3 separate regions of the Mus musculus genome follow, and regions 2 and 3 are each linked to region 1. Evidence: chromatin contacts called from public promoter capture Hi-C data. All regions are on one chromosome and are shown on one strand. The core of a region is the stretch at or near the end of the contact, and the rest is flanking DNA. Distances in the headings are between cores, read along the strand shown. Region 1 holds the start of Il18bp (interleukin 18 binding protein). Region 2 holds the start of Pgap2 (post-GPI attachment to proteins 2). Region 3 has its middle 8.4 kb from the start of Folr2.

The links. Promoter capture Hi-C pulls out the DNA fragments that hold promoters and counts their contacts.
Region 2: a contact with region 1 is called in a promoter capture Hi-C map of liver, with 2.1 times the contacts expected there. The contact joins the promoter of Pgap2 here to the promoter of Il18bp in region 1. A contact is called at or near these places in 3 of 39 promoter capture datasets (cranial neural crest, liver and neutrophils), 1 of 115 datasets of contacts at active chromatin or transcription factors (effector CD8 T cells) and 1 of 9 other capture datasets (adipose tissue).
Region 3: a promoter capture Hi-C map of liver shows a contact between it and region 1, with 2.3 times the contacts expected there. The contact joins the enhancer-like site here to the promoter of Il18bp in region 1. A contact is called at or near these places in 6 of 39 promoter capture datasets (the 3T3-L1 cell line, 3T3-L1-derived adipocytes, the HPC-7 cell line and 3 more), 1 of 115 datasets of contacts at active chromatin or transcription factors (embryonic stem cells) and 3 of 9 other capture datasets (adipose tissue, liver and pancreatic islet).

What each region holds. Positions count from the first base shown.
Region 1 is chr7:102,016,442-102,020,610 of GRCm38.p6, forward strand. Il18bp (interleukin 18 binding protein) reads right to left here and starts at 1,791. Exons shown (of 7, transcript NM_010531.2): 1 at 1,669-1,791; 2 at 1,156-1,223; 3 at 846-910; 4 at 309-500. The coding sequence starts at 873. Rnf121 (ring finger protein 121) reads right to left here. Exons shown (of 9, transcript NM_029211.3): 9 at 2,696-4,051. The coding sequence ends at 3,931.
Region 2 is chr7:102,220,699-102,224,867 of GRCm38.p6, forward strand. Pgap2 (post-GPI attachment to proteins 2) reads left to right here and starts at 2,373. Exons shown (of 7, transcript NM_001382592.1): 1 at 2,373-2,452; 2 at 2,681-2,792.
Region 3 is chr7:101,851,688-101,855,856 of GRCm38.p6, forward strand. It overlaps a transcript of Folr2 not described here. Among named protein-coding and RNA genes, the nearest start is that of Folr2, 8.4 kb to the left of the region's middle. Within about 2 kb of position 2,309, at least 37 of the 459 cell types and tissues checked have an H3K27ac peak or open chromatin away from gene starts, as enhancers often do.

The DNA of each region.
Region 1 (4,169 bases), core at 541-3,040:
GGCCCCTATCCTGCCAAGCTCCACTTAGTCATAAATCAGAAACATAAGACCTGTGTCCTACCTACATAGGAAAATTGCAACCTAGGCCCTGTGAGGTTCTACATTGCCTATGTCTGAGTTCTCTTCTATAGGAACCATCTGGGAAGCTGGGCAGTAGAATGGTGAACACAGAGACAAGTTGGTCTGGCCTGGTGCTTCTTGGCAGGTTGGAAGTAACACTCCCAAGTCAAACCCCCACCCCCCAACTCTGTATTCACAGCCTGCTTCTGGCAACTGTATCCTCTTGGGCTCCCATACTTGTTGCTTACTCAGTGGCACTTCTTTTTCTGGCCAAATCACATCCAGTGCTGGGTACTGCTTAGTTGGGACTGCTGGAGACCAGGAAGAGCATGGGTCTTTTGAGCTTCCAGTTAAGACAGTGGCAGTTGTCTGAGGTGCAGATGTGGCTCTGGCCAAAATGACATGGACATACAAAAGCAGGACCCACCAAGAACTGGGGCCTGAGGAACAAACAGTTACAGCTGTAAATAAAACTGAAGCTCAGCTTTCTAGCACCCATCTTAGTTGGGGACAAGCTGCTACCTGGGTAGGAACAGACCTCGACCCAGATACTCCTAGGTTCTCACCAGGAACCTGAGTGGGTGGAGACCGTTTAGCCCCCACCCCTCGGCTCTGCTGAATGTAGTGCAAAGGAGCCTTGAAATGGAGCCAGAACCAAAGTAGCTACATAGGCGCTTACAGCAATGGAAGAATTGGATGGAACTTCCTTGGGGTGGGGGGTGTTGGGTAGCAGAGTTAGCCACATAGCTCCATTCCTTTAAGAGCCACAAAGCCTAATGTCCCACCTGCTGTCCAGCAGTGTCTCATGGTCATGATGACTTGCAAGCAAGTCTGGTGTCTGTGACTTCCTCTGGAAAAAAATAAGTAAAAGTCAGCTAGCCCTACATCTGTGTTCTTTCCCTCAGGCAGTGTTACTGACACCCATTTGAGCTGGTAGTTTAGAGGGCAGACCTGTAGCCACCAGCTGGGCTATCCACACTTAAGGCACTGCTGGTGTTAATAGTAACAATTTTCTCTCATACCAGCTCCAAACAGCACTTATATAACTTATACCCCCTTAGGAAGGAGAGAAAGTACTAAAAGCCAGGGACTTACCTGGGAAGCAACAGTCCGTTTGCCAGCTTGCCAGCCTCCTTCTGGGAAGGGCAGGCAGCAGTCAGCTTCTAGGAAATCGAGCACCTATTTTCACTTTCACTTTCTTAGCTAGGAATCCCAATCGAAAGCAGGCTGTTCCGAATGGGCCCCTCTCCAAACTCACAGGAATCCTCTATCTACCTCACCCCTCTCTCTAAGGTTAGCGAAGGGGTGAGAAAGATGAGTCTCTCACAGGTCTGTACCTGTCTTGCCCCTTCCACCCTTCACAGCCAACTTTCCTTTCTCCAGAACAAACTCCAAGGAGGCAGTATTTATTAGTACTGGGAACCCCAAATTGAACCACTGACCTTTTTACATTCAGTGCCTCACTGGCCCATTAATATCGTAGTTTCTCTCAAGCTCCCCCACTCCCATCCCTCACCCCAAGGTCAGGTGTATCACTTAACACCAGCCTTCACACACAGCCACAGCCACTTGTACAGGTTCGTTTTCAGTAAATTTAGATCTTCCTACCTGGCTCCTAAGCCCCGAATAGCTTCTTGGAGCTCTAAGGCTCAGCCAGGATAGCTGCCTGGCCCCAAGAAAATCTCACCACAGGAAGGAGCAACTTCCCTGCCTGGCTCGTGTACAAAACTCCCAGCCAAGCGAGAGCTGACCCCAAATAGCCAGGAAGGCACTTCCGCAACACTGGCTCCAGTAGCTCAGAGACTGGTACTTGGAAAGAACAAAATTAGAATCAAACAAAACCCTGAAGCCATGCTCCCTGCATGTGCCAGAACCTCTTGGGGCAGAACGACCAATGCGCACACTTGGGGCAAAGTGCTGTGCTCTTAGGTCTGTGATTCTGTCACCAGAGGGTAGAACTGGTGACAAGTGGGATGGAGCAGGTTGGAAGGACCTGTGGGAATAGATTCATACCTGGTTCAGATGCAGGAGGCTAAAAGCTGTCTTCTATGTGGCACAGTCACATTTCTTTTGAGCAGTCCACCTACCCTCTACCACCTAGGTTGCTGAATTCAGGGCAAAACTCCCTCAGAATCCAGGATCTCTAGGAGTTAGGTCCAGAAGTTGTGCATCCACACACAGCCATTGGGGGATTTCTCATTCCACTGGGGTTTGGGTAGGGGTGCAGGACGAGGAACTGCACTGTACCTTACAAGACTAAAGGTAAAACATAGACGTAGCCTTCACCTTAGGGAGAGGGGAGGACAAATACCAAAGGAAGAGTAGCCTGTCTCTTGGCCTTCTGCTCAGCTCTCATTCCTCTGAGGATGGAGGGAAAAAGGAAGCCACAGCTGAGTAAGAGAACAGGCTGAGTTGTGGGGGTATCAGGGTACTAGTCTCAGACTGGGGGTGAAGGCCTCAGGGCCCCTGATGCCGTAGGACAGGAGACACACACACACACACACACACTCTCACAGAGGGAGGATGGGTGAGAAGGCAGGACCAATGGCTCCAGGTTCCGGCTCTCAGGTGGGATGCAAGAAGCCAAGATACCCCAGGGGGCCCGGGAAAGAGGTGGCAAAAAAAAAAAGGCAAATGCGTGTCCAGCTTTGCAGCCAGCTCATGGAGCTTTATTCAGATGTGATGACAAGATCCTGTTTGGTTCTTGTTGCCTTCAAATGGGCCAGGCCAAATTTCTCTAGACACCCAGTGCTGCTGACCCATGATGCCCTCCCCCTTTCTTCAGACTTCCAGGACTACAGTTAGGCCTGCTCAGAAGTCCCCTTTCAGAGCCCATCTTTATTCAGGCCTCATTCTGCCTATGCACTCACCATTCTTAACGTCAGGCCTGGGAAAAACCCACAAATGACCAAGCCTACCTAGGGACGTTTCCTGGGCTGGAATCCCCTCTTAGCTTCAAGGGCACACTGATGACTGGCAGAAAACAGAGATCCATTAGTCTGTCTGCTCTGTGCATACACAAACATACACACTCTTAGGCTTTCAGGAAGGAAGTGATGTGCAGAGTACCCTTTGGCACATGTCAACACTTCCATGAAGGGTGTACTTGCACAAGAAGCTGCAACATTCGCTGCTGCCAATGTAGCTTCCACAGCTTAATGATATATAGATTGCTTTTATACTCTGCCTGGCAATGGCCCTGCTCAGGGGCAGGTTATCCATGCTGCTCATATTTCTAGCTGTTCCAAAACATGTCAGTGAATTTGGAGGCCACAGGGCTTCCCTAGTTAGAAAAGTCATTGATTTTGCCACCCCCAGCCTTTAGTTTCCAGACAAAAAGGCAACAGAGTCATACACAACACCCATCATGTCCAGAGATGAAGAGACCCTTTACCGCTCAGTGCTAATCTGGCACCCGTCTGAGCTCTTCTACACTGAGTGCAAACCAGGCTTGAGCCTTGCAGAGGGAAGGGAGGGGAAGGGGAAGGGTAGGCTGAAGCACCCAGCCTCCTGCAAACCCACCAGTGCTCTCAGCCAGAGGTGAGAAGACGCCTCTCAACCAATAATACCGCAGCTTTGCCCAACCCTGTTCAAGCAAGGTTAGGCCTAGGAATGGGGGACAATTCCTATGCTCCACAATAAAAAAATTTAAATATATTCATCAAAATAATTTTCTTTTAAAAAGCCCCCACTGCTGACAGCCCCACTGGCTGGTTCTCCATCATTTCCCCACCAACCCAGACACAGCTGGGGTGGTCCTGAATGGCCCAAGTGCCTTTGAGTCTTTTCCACCCAAGTCTTTGTGGGCAGCACGGAGAGTGCCCTGAGGTCCATAGTGGGTGGTGGGTTCTCCAGGGATGTGATTTCTGATTACTCGAGGCCCAGGATGTAGCTGATGCCTTGTACCAGGCCAATGATGACAGGCTGCCAGGCTACCAAGTATCGAAGCCAGTCTAGCAGCTGTCCATACATGACATGAGGCCTTTCCCAGCTGTTAGCATGTTAAGGATCACACGCAATATACAGTAGCTGTTACTCTAACCAGCATGGTAAGAAGGCCTACCTTGGGTCTGCCCAGAGTTTTGTTTTAAGATTTATTTATTTTTTAT
Region 2 (4,169 bases), core at 1,123-3,622, 200 kb after region 1:
AGTACTTGGGAGGCAGGGGAGGCAGAGTTTTGTGAGTTCCAGGCCAGATCTATCCTTTAGAGCAAGTTCCAGGACAGCCAAGGCTGCACAAAGAAACCCTGTCTTTTGGGGGGGGGGAATTACAGATTGAAATAAAGAAAAAAAAAGAAAAATAGCTGTTTATAGTAAACCACCTTTTCTCTAGAATTGGAGCCCCAGAGAGTGAGTCTGAGATGCACCTCTCTGGATCACCCCCATCGTCGCTCTGCCTGCACCTGTCTCAGAGAGGACCTACGATGAGTAAACCAACAAGCCTAAATCCAGGGAAAAGAGCTCTTGCAAGTTAATCAGCATGGTTGAACCTCTCTTTCCCATTCTCCAGTGTGGCAATTATAGCTATTCCGTGGGGTTGACTTTATATAGAGTGATTATTGGGATGACTTCAGACACACGAGTAAGTAATGTGCCTTCTCTAGAGACTTTACTACTTGGTAAAATGGGGATATTAAGCTGGGTGTGGTGGCGCACGCCTTTAATTCCAGCACTTGGGAGGCAGAGGCAGGCAGATTTCTGAGTTCGAGGCCAGCCTGGTCTACAGAGTGAGTTCCAGGACAGCCAGGGCTACACAGAGAAACAATGTCTCAAAAAAACAAAAACAAAAACAAAAAACAAAAAACAAAAAATGGGGATATTATTCGATTCTACCTTGGTGAGGGATTTGGCTTAGTTGGTAGAGTGCTTGCTCAGCATGCACCAATAACTTCCAGCCATCCATAGCCCATGGATTGGTGAGACATACATGTAGTCCTACACTAAGAAGTGGAGGTTTGACTACATAACAGGTTTGAGGCCTGTGTGGGCTATGTGAGATTCTTGCCTACTTTTTTTTTTTTTTTTTTTTTTTTTTGACTTTTCAAGACAGGGTTTCTCTGTGTAGTCCTGGCTGCCCTGGAACTCACTCTGTAGACCAGGCTGGCCTCGAACTCAGAAATGCGCCTGCCTCTGCCTCCCAAGTGCTGGGATTAAAGGCATGCACCACCACTGCCCAGCTCTTGCCTGCTTTTTGAAGGGAGGAGGATACTATTTTTTACTTTGCAATGTGGGAATGCTGATGGAGATTAGAGGACAACTTGTGGGAGGTAGTTCTCTCTTTCCATTCTGCTGTTTCCAAGGACTGAACTCGGTTATAGGCCTGGGTAGCAAGTACCATTAGCCACTGAGCTATCTCATCCACCCAGAGGTCTCACTGAACAAGTCACCTCACCCATAGGGGACTCAGTTAAAAAAAAAAAAAAAAAGATCCACTTTATTTTTATGAGGATTAAATGAGTTAAATGCAAAGTAGCAATGTGCCTAGGATGTGATTTTAAGTAGGATTTAAACGGTGATAACTGTCTGACTCAGAAGTCCCACTACTGCTACAGTTGGTCCTGACAATCCTCAAGATGTCTGTAGGAAATTGTTGATCCCCTCACCCTCCTTCCTATTTTGGGTAGGATAGTTTTTTCAAAAACTATCAGTCTAGGCCAGGCCAAAGTGGGAAAAGAACACCTGGACCTGGTTTCTTCTCCTCTTCCTCTTCCTCCTCCTCTTCCTCCTCCTCCCCCTCCTCCTCCTCCTCCTCTCCCCCTCCTCCTCCCCCCCCTCCTCTCCCTGCCCCTCCTTCTCTTCTTCCTCCTTTTCCGTGAAGAACCCTTAAGCTGGATCTGGCTGAACGTCCCGTCCCCCCCTCCCCCCGCCCCTTCCTCCTCCTCCCTCGCGTGCGCCAGTGATGTCGGACAGCATAGGGCTCCCTCTTCTGATAAAAGGTGAGAACAGCTTTGGCCCTTAGTTTCTGAGATGGGCGTAGATGATCTATCTGCAATGTGGCTTTTGGTTTATTTTTATTTTATTTTATTTTTCAGCTCCTTTTGTTGGATGCTGTAGCCGGTCATAGGGAATAAAGTTTGAGGGAAAATAGCCACGGCTGGGGCAAATTTGGCTTAATATTTCAGAAGTGCAAAGCTGGATAATTCGATTAGAATGAGGGTAGAGGACTGGAGAATCGGGTCAGGTAATGAAAGAATTTGGGCCCCATTGAATTAATTTTACATTCTTTCAACAGGTGATGGCATGCAGCCACAGGTAAGATGACAAGGTGACTTATTCAACATTTCAAAACCATGTGTCCTGGGCCCTCTGACTGCTCTCACGTACTCAAAAATAATGGGGACAGAGCCGAACTACTAGGGAAGCTTGGCTTGAGGAGACAGTAGATTATAAAGAAAGACTGGAGTCCCGGACCCCAAAATGGGGAGGAGCAAGTGTTGAAACGGGACCAGTTTCCTCTTTAAGACCCACCCCAGAGCGCTGGCCCCGCCTCACGCCGTTGCTGCTGCGACCCGCCCCCTTCCACTCGCCCCCGGGCCGGGCTGGGGCTCCCGGTTCCGCGCCCCTGGCTACGGGGTACGGCCCCCTATCCACCAGTACTTGGGTGAGTAAGGAGGGAATGGCCAGTTTGGACCACAGGGTAACGCCACTTCGGGAGCCCCGCCACGAGGTCCGGCCTCCGCAGGCCTGCGGTCTAGGCGCCTACCTGCCTGTGCCCACACTCAGAACCCCGGGAACTGCAGGCATCCAGGTGCTGAACTGTCTTGCTTTTGTCCACTCGGTGGCAGGGCTAGGTGTGCTGGGTTTAAAGACTGCCTCATTTATTCCGCAGGGCCTTTTGCTCGAGATTCCTCCAGGCACTGCAGATGGAGGCGTGGGGGAGCCCTGGAATCTCAGACTAGTTTTGAATCCCAGCTCTGCCAGTTACTAGCTTGTGGCTTTGAGTAAGTGGTTTTTTTTTTTTTTTTTTTTTTTTTTAAACTACCCTGGGACTTACTTTCTTTTTCTATGAAATGGGAACCCGGAGGACAACACCGTCTCCTAAAATAAATAGAACTAAAAGAGATATTGTATATCAAGTACTGAGCTCAGAATGTAGATTCTGACAGGAGTGTGGTAGTGAGATCTTTAGGGACTTTGGATATGAAGTGGTGGTACTTCTACAAAAACAGTTTTCAGAGCCTTGTAATCTTAGTAACAGGGAGGCAAGGACAGAAGGATTGGGAGTTTCCAGCAAGCCTGGACTACACAGTAAGATCTTTTCTCTGGAAGAGTGTACATAAACACGTGCACACACAAACTAAAATAAAATGAAATCAACTAAGTAGTGCCAATGAAGAACTCCTAGGTTGCCTAGGAGCAGAACTTAAGGTAGTGGGCTCCTCAAACTGAGCTATCAAGCAGTGGCCATGGTGGAGAGGCCTTCCAAGTAATCTAGACCATGTGATTTCCTCTTTTACAATTTGAAACAGGCCCAGGATGGTTAGGTGACTTGTCCAAGGTCATACATGTAAAAGGGAGGCCAGGCACACTGCCAAGAAGTAGAAGCAGCTATCTTTTCTGTTTGTTTCTGACACTGTCCTTGAATGCCACCCCCTGCCCCCCATTGACCCTGCATGGGGTAAGGTCCAGGGTAAGGTTCTTTCAAGCTGACGATCTGGTCTTCAGTTAGAGGATCCCAGTGGTTCACGGATACAGAGCAGCTGGCTTTGGGGAGGACCATTAGGAGGAGGATTGGGTTAAATCTACTTCAGAGAGTCTAGGTGTGGGCTGGCTGGCCACAGTGCTCTTGTGTAGGGCCCTATCTAGAGAATGGGTGAGATCTGGGAGGGTCATCAATGCCACTTCCAACTTCCCAGGGAGATGCTTGACCAAATATTTATTGCCCCAAAGGGGAGGAAGAACTTGAGAACTTGGGTCGGGCTACTTGGCAGAGAGGTAGGTGGAAAGGCAGAGGAAAATGTGGAGGTGTACCCACCTGTTTCTGGAATGCTAGGAGGCCAGCCTGAGATCAGAGTTCTATTTAAGGGTGGGGCCAGAAAGAGTCATGGCTTGAGACCAGAAGGGCCGGTTTTTATGTATCTGGAGCCAGCTATAGTTCGGCACCAAGAAACCTAAACTCTGAGAATGACTTCCCCAAGCTCAGCTTTGAGGAAGAGACTCTCTTGGTTTCTCCATCTTTACAATGGGAACAGGCAGACTGGTTCATGGGTATAGATATATGGTATTTGTTTTCTTTTCTCTTTTGCTCATTCCAGTTCTTTTTTTTTTTTTTTTTTTTTTTTTTTTTTGGTGTTTTTGAGACAGGGTTTCTCTGTGTA
Region 3 (4,169 bases), core at 1,059-3,558, 160 kb before region 1:
CCGATGCTAACACTTGCTGGGGTCCTTGCTGCTTGGGGGAGGAACGGATTCTCAGGTGTCCTTTCTCTGTCCTTCGAGGAGTGCTAGCTCAGATTACTTCTATTTTAAGAAGTATAAAGCTTTAAATGATATTGGTAGCCCAGAGTGTAGTCTAGTCTATTCTTAACACGAAGAAATAAAAGTAGTTTTGTTTCCTGTGTGTTTTCCCCTGACTACAGCGTTTGCAACCTTACGCAACCTAAAAGTGAACTTTCACTTCTCAAAAAATCTGTTATTTTTTAGTTAGTTTTCTTTTCTTTCTTTTTTCTTTTTTTTCTTTTCTTTTCTGTGTGTGTGTGTGTGTGTGACTTGTGACAAGTTCTCAGATCATGCTTTAACATAATCCAGTGAGAGGGCTCCCCACTTTTTTTTTTAAAGATTTATTATTTATTATATGTAAGTACACTGTAGCTGTCTTCAGACACTCCAGAAGAGGGAGTCAGATCTTGTTGCGGATGGTTGTGAGCCACCATGTGGTTGCTGGGATTTGAACTCCGGACCTTCGGAAGAGCAGTCGGGTGCTCTTACCTGCTGAGCCATCTCACCAGCCCGGCTCCCCACTTTTTTAGAAGTGACAACTGTTTATTTGTGTGTTTGTTTTGCTTGGGATTGAGCTCAAAGATTTATGTATGTTAAAGTTCTATCACTCAATTATATACAGCTGGGTGTAGTGGCACACACCTTTAATCCCAGCACTCAGGAAGCAGAGATAGCTGGATCTCTGTGAGTCTACACAGTAAGTCCCATGACAGCCAGGGCTACAGAGAACCCCCATCTCAAAACAAACAAACAAAAACAGGGGTGCTCCCTTTAATCCCAGCACTTGGGAGGCAGAGGCAGGTGGATTTCTGAGTTCGAGGCCAGCCTGGTCTACAGAGTAAATTCTAGGACAGCCAGAGCTACACAGAGAAACCCTGTCTCGAAAAACAAAAAACAAATAAACAAAACAACAACAACAAAGTAATAATAAGGGAGCTGGAGAAATGGCTCAGTGGTTAAGAGCACTGACTGCTCTTCCAGACGTCCTGAGTTCAAATCCCAGCAACCACATGGTGGCTCACAACCATCTGTAATGGGATCCAGTGCCCTCTTCTGGTGTGTCTAAATACAGACACTATACTCATATACATTAAATAAACAAATCTTTAAAATATTTTTAAACAAACAAAAGAATGTAGTAGTAAGTTTCCGGGGATGGTGCTCAGAAGTCTTCAGGCTAGTCAGTCCTACCTGTGACGTACCGCTGTAGGCTTTCCTACTGTACAGCCTCTAACAAAACTAGGCTGGATGGTTGACCTTTACCCCAAAAAGCTGAGAAAGCAGCTAAATCCACATGCAGTGTGTGCCCAGGCAGACTGTGAGGGGTTCGTGCTGTGAGGCCCAAAGTCCTCATAAGCTGGTCTAAGACAAAGAAGTGTGTCAACAGGGCCTATGGCTGGTCCATGTGTGACAAGTGTGTCCGTGACAGCATCAAGTGGGCTTTCCTTATTGAGGAGCAGAAAATCGTTGTGAAAGTGTTGAAGGCACAAGCTCAGAGTCAGAAAGCAAAAGAAATATGCAGCATTTTTAAGTAATAAAAATCAAGACTTGCCGGGCGTGGTGGCACATGCCTTTAATCCCAGCACTTGGGAGGCAGAGGCAGGCGGATCTCTGAGTTCGAGGCCAGCCTGGTCTACAAAGTGAGTTCCAGGACAGCCAAGGCTACACAGAGAAACCCTGTCTTGAAAAAAAAAAAATCAAGACTTGGTCTATGGAGAAAAGAAAAGAAGAGAAAAGAAAAGAAAAGAAAAGAAAAGGGAAGGGAAGGGAAGGGAAGGGAAGGGAAGGGAAGGAAAGGAAAGGAAAGGAAAGGAAAGGAAAGGAAAGGAAAGGAAAGGAAAGGAAAGGGAAGGGAAGGGAAGGGAAGAGAAGAATGTAATAATAAGTTTGTTAAACTGGATGAGAAGTCTTCTTCCTCTTTTTTTTGTTTTGTTTTGTTTTTCAAGAGAGGATTTCTCTGTGTAGCCCTGGCTGTCCTAAAACTCATTCTATAGACCAGGCTAGCCTCAAACTCTCAGAGATCTACCTGATTCTGCCTCCAGAGAGCTGGAGTTAAAGGCATGAGCCACCACTATCTGGCCTCTTTTCGCTCTGATATTGGAATTTATCAATAGGTGGTTTCTCGTCTCTCCTCCAGTCTATCTAAAGATTCCTCCCACAGCTTACTGACAGGAAACAGACTCATGCAACTGACATCACTGCCTTAAACTAACACTTGGATGAATCAAACTCTTTGAGGCCTGAGATTTGAGTTTTCAGAAATTTTCCAGCCTCTAGGCAGAAGACATGGAGAGGGATGCTTAGATGCTTACCCAAGAAATAATTTTAAAGGAATGAGTCAACTTAATGAGAGAGATGAGATTGTGGTTATCATCTTGTTATTTTGGGTAATGTACTTCATATTTATGGTTTTTTTTTGATTAGTCATATGATAGTCTTTTTTTTTCCCCTGGCTCTAGTCTATAACCCTTAATTTAGCAGGCTATACTTGTGCCAGCTGGAATAAACAATCTCTTTTAAAAGTCCTTGGTCAGTGGGCAACTCCCCTAAACATCTCAACTGGATCTGTCTACAGCCTACTCTGAGAACACAGTTCCTCCCGGACCAATTGGACCAATTGCCACTCTGCCCCTCTTTTTTTTCCCCCACCAAGGCCTCGTTCTTATTTTTTTAAGACAGGATCTCATTATATTGCTCTGGCTGACCTTGAACTTGCTAAAGGGTCTCAAACTCAGAGATTAGACTGCCTCCATCGTTCCAGTGCTATTTTCTAGGCTTGTTACAGGACTAGGGTGGTTACCAGGGGATTACTCTGCTTTTAAAACATGTTGATATAGTCATGTATACAGGTTCACCGAGCTAACCCTTCTCCTTGGGATCCCACTGGCAAGTCACATGAGTAATTTGGGGCTGGAGAGATGACTGGCTGGTTAAAATTATCCCTGCTCTTTCAGGGGACTGGAGTGTGGTTCCTAGCATCTCATCCCTTGACAGATCACAACCGGCTGTGACTTCAGTTCCAGGGCAGCTGACCTCTCGTCTGGTCGCCTGCACTCACATGGTGCACATAAATTCATCCACGGTCATACATACACACATAAATAATAAACTAATTGGTCCACGTGTAGTGGTGCAAGTTTTAATGCCAGCACCTACGAGGCAGAGGCAGGCAGATATTTTTATGAATTTGAGACTAGTTTGGCCTGCATACAAGCCGGCTTATATAGTAAGCCTTTCTCTCAAATAAATAAAAGTTAATTTAAAAAAGAAGAAAATAATCGTGTTGAAAACTTGGACTTCTGTTAGTTCTACTGAGGAAGGATTAGACCATGATGGCTCTGACCTAATCAATGAACTCATCCACTGATAGATTAATAATAAGACAGCAAGCTGGACACGGTGGCTCGCACCTGGAATCTCAGTACTTGGGAGGCTGAGGGAGGACGGTCATGAGTTAAAGGCCAACCTGTGCTACATGTGGGTTTTAGGACAGCTTGAACTACAGAGTGAGAGTCTGTCTCAAAATTAAAAAACAAAAACAAAAACAAAAAAAACCAAAAACTGGAAAATGAATAACCCAATGTCTCTTTTAGGAGGCAACAGAAAGGAAGATTGTGAGACTTCAGTTAGTTGAGAGCAGGTCACTGGGGTGCACCCTGAAGGATCCAGTCACTTGCTCTGTATTTCCTGGCCACCATAATTCACAGTGATTCACTTCTTCTGGGACATGTTTCTCCTGCCCTGATGTTCTGCCTCAGCACAGGCCCAGAAACAGTGGAACTACCTCAGCTATGAGGCAGAATACATTGTCTTCTCATAAGCTGTTCTCTGTTATGTTGTCACAAAGAGACTAACACACTCTTCCAGAAGCATGAACTGGTTATAAGATAGGAAGGTCTTTGTAGTGTCCATAGGTTGTTTGACAGACCTGGTGATTCTGCTCCTTCTGGAACATGAAATAGGATTAGGATATTTTCTGGACTTCTGAATTTTCGACTTGGTCATGATTTCATTAGGCCAACCAAATGAAACAACAGATGGGTAGAAGTGTGTAGGGATTGTACAGAATTCAAGGTCTTTTATCTCCTGGA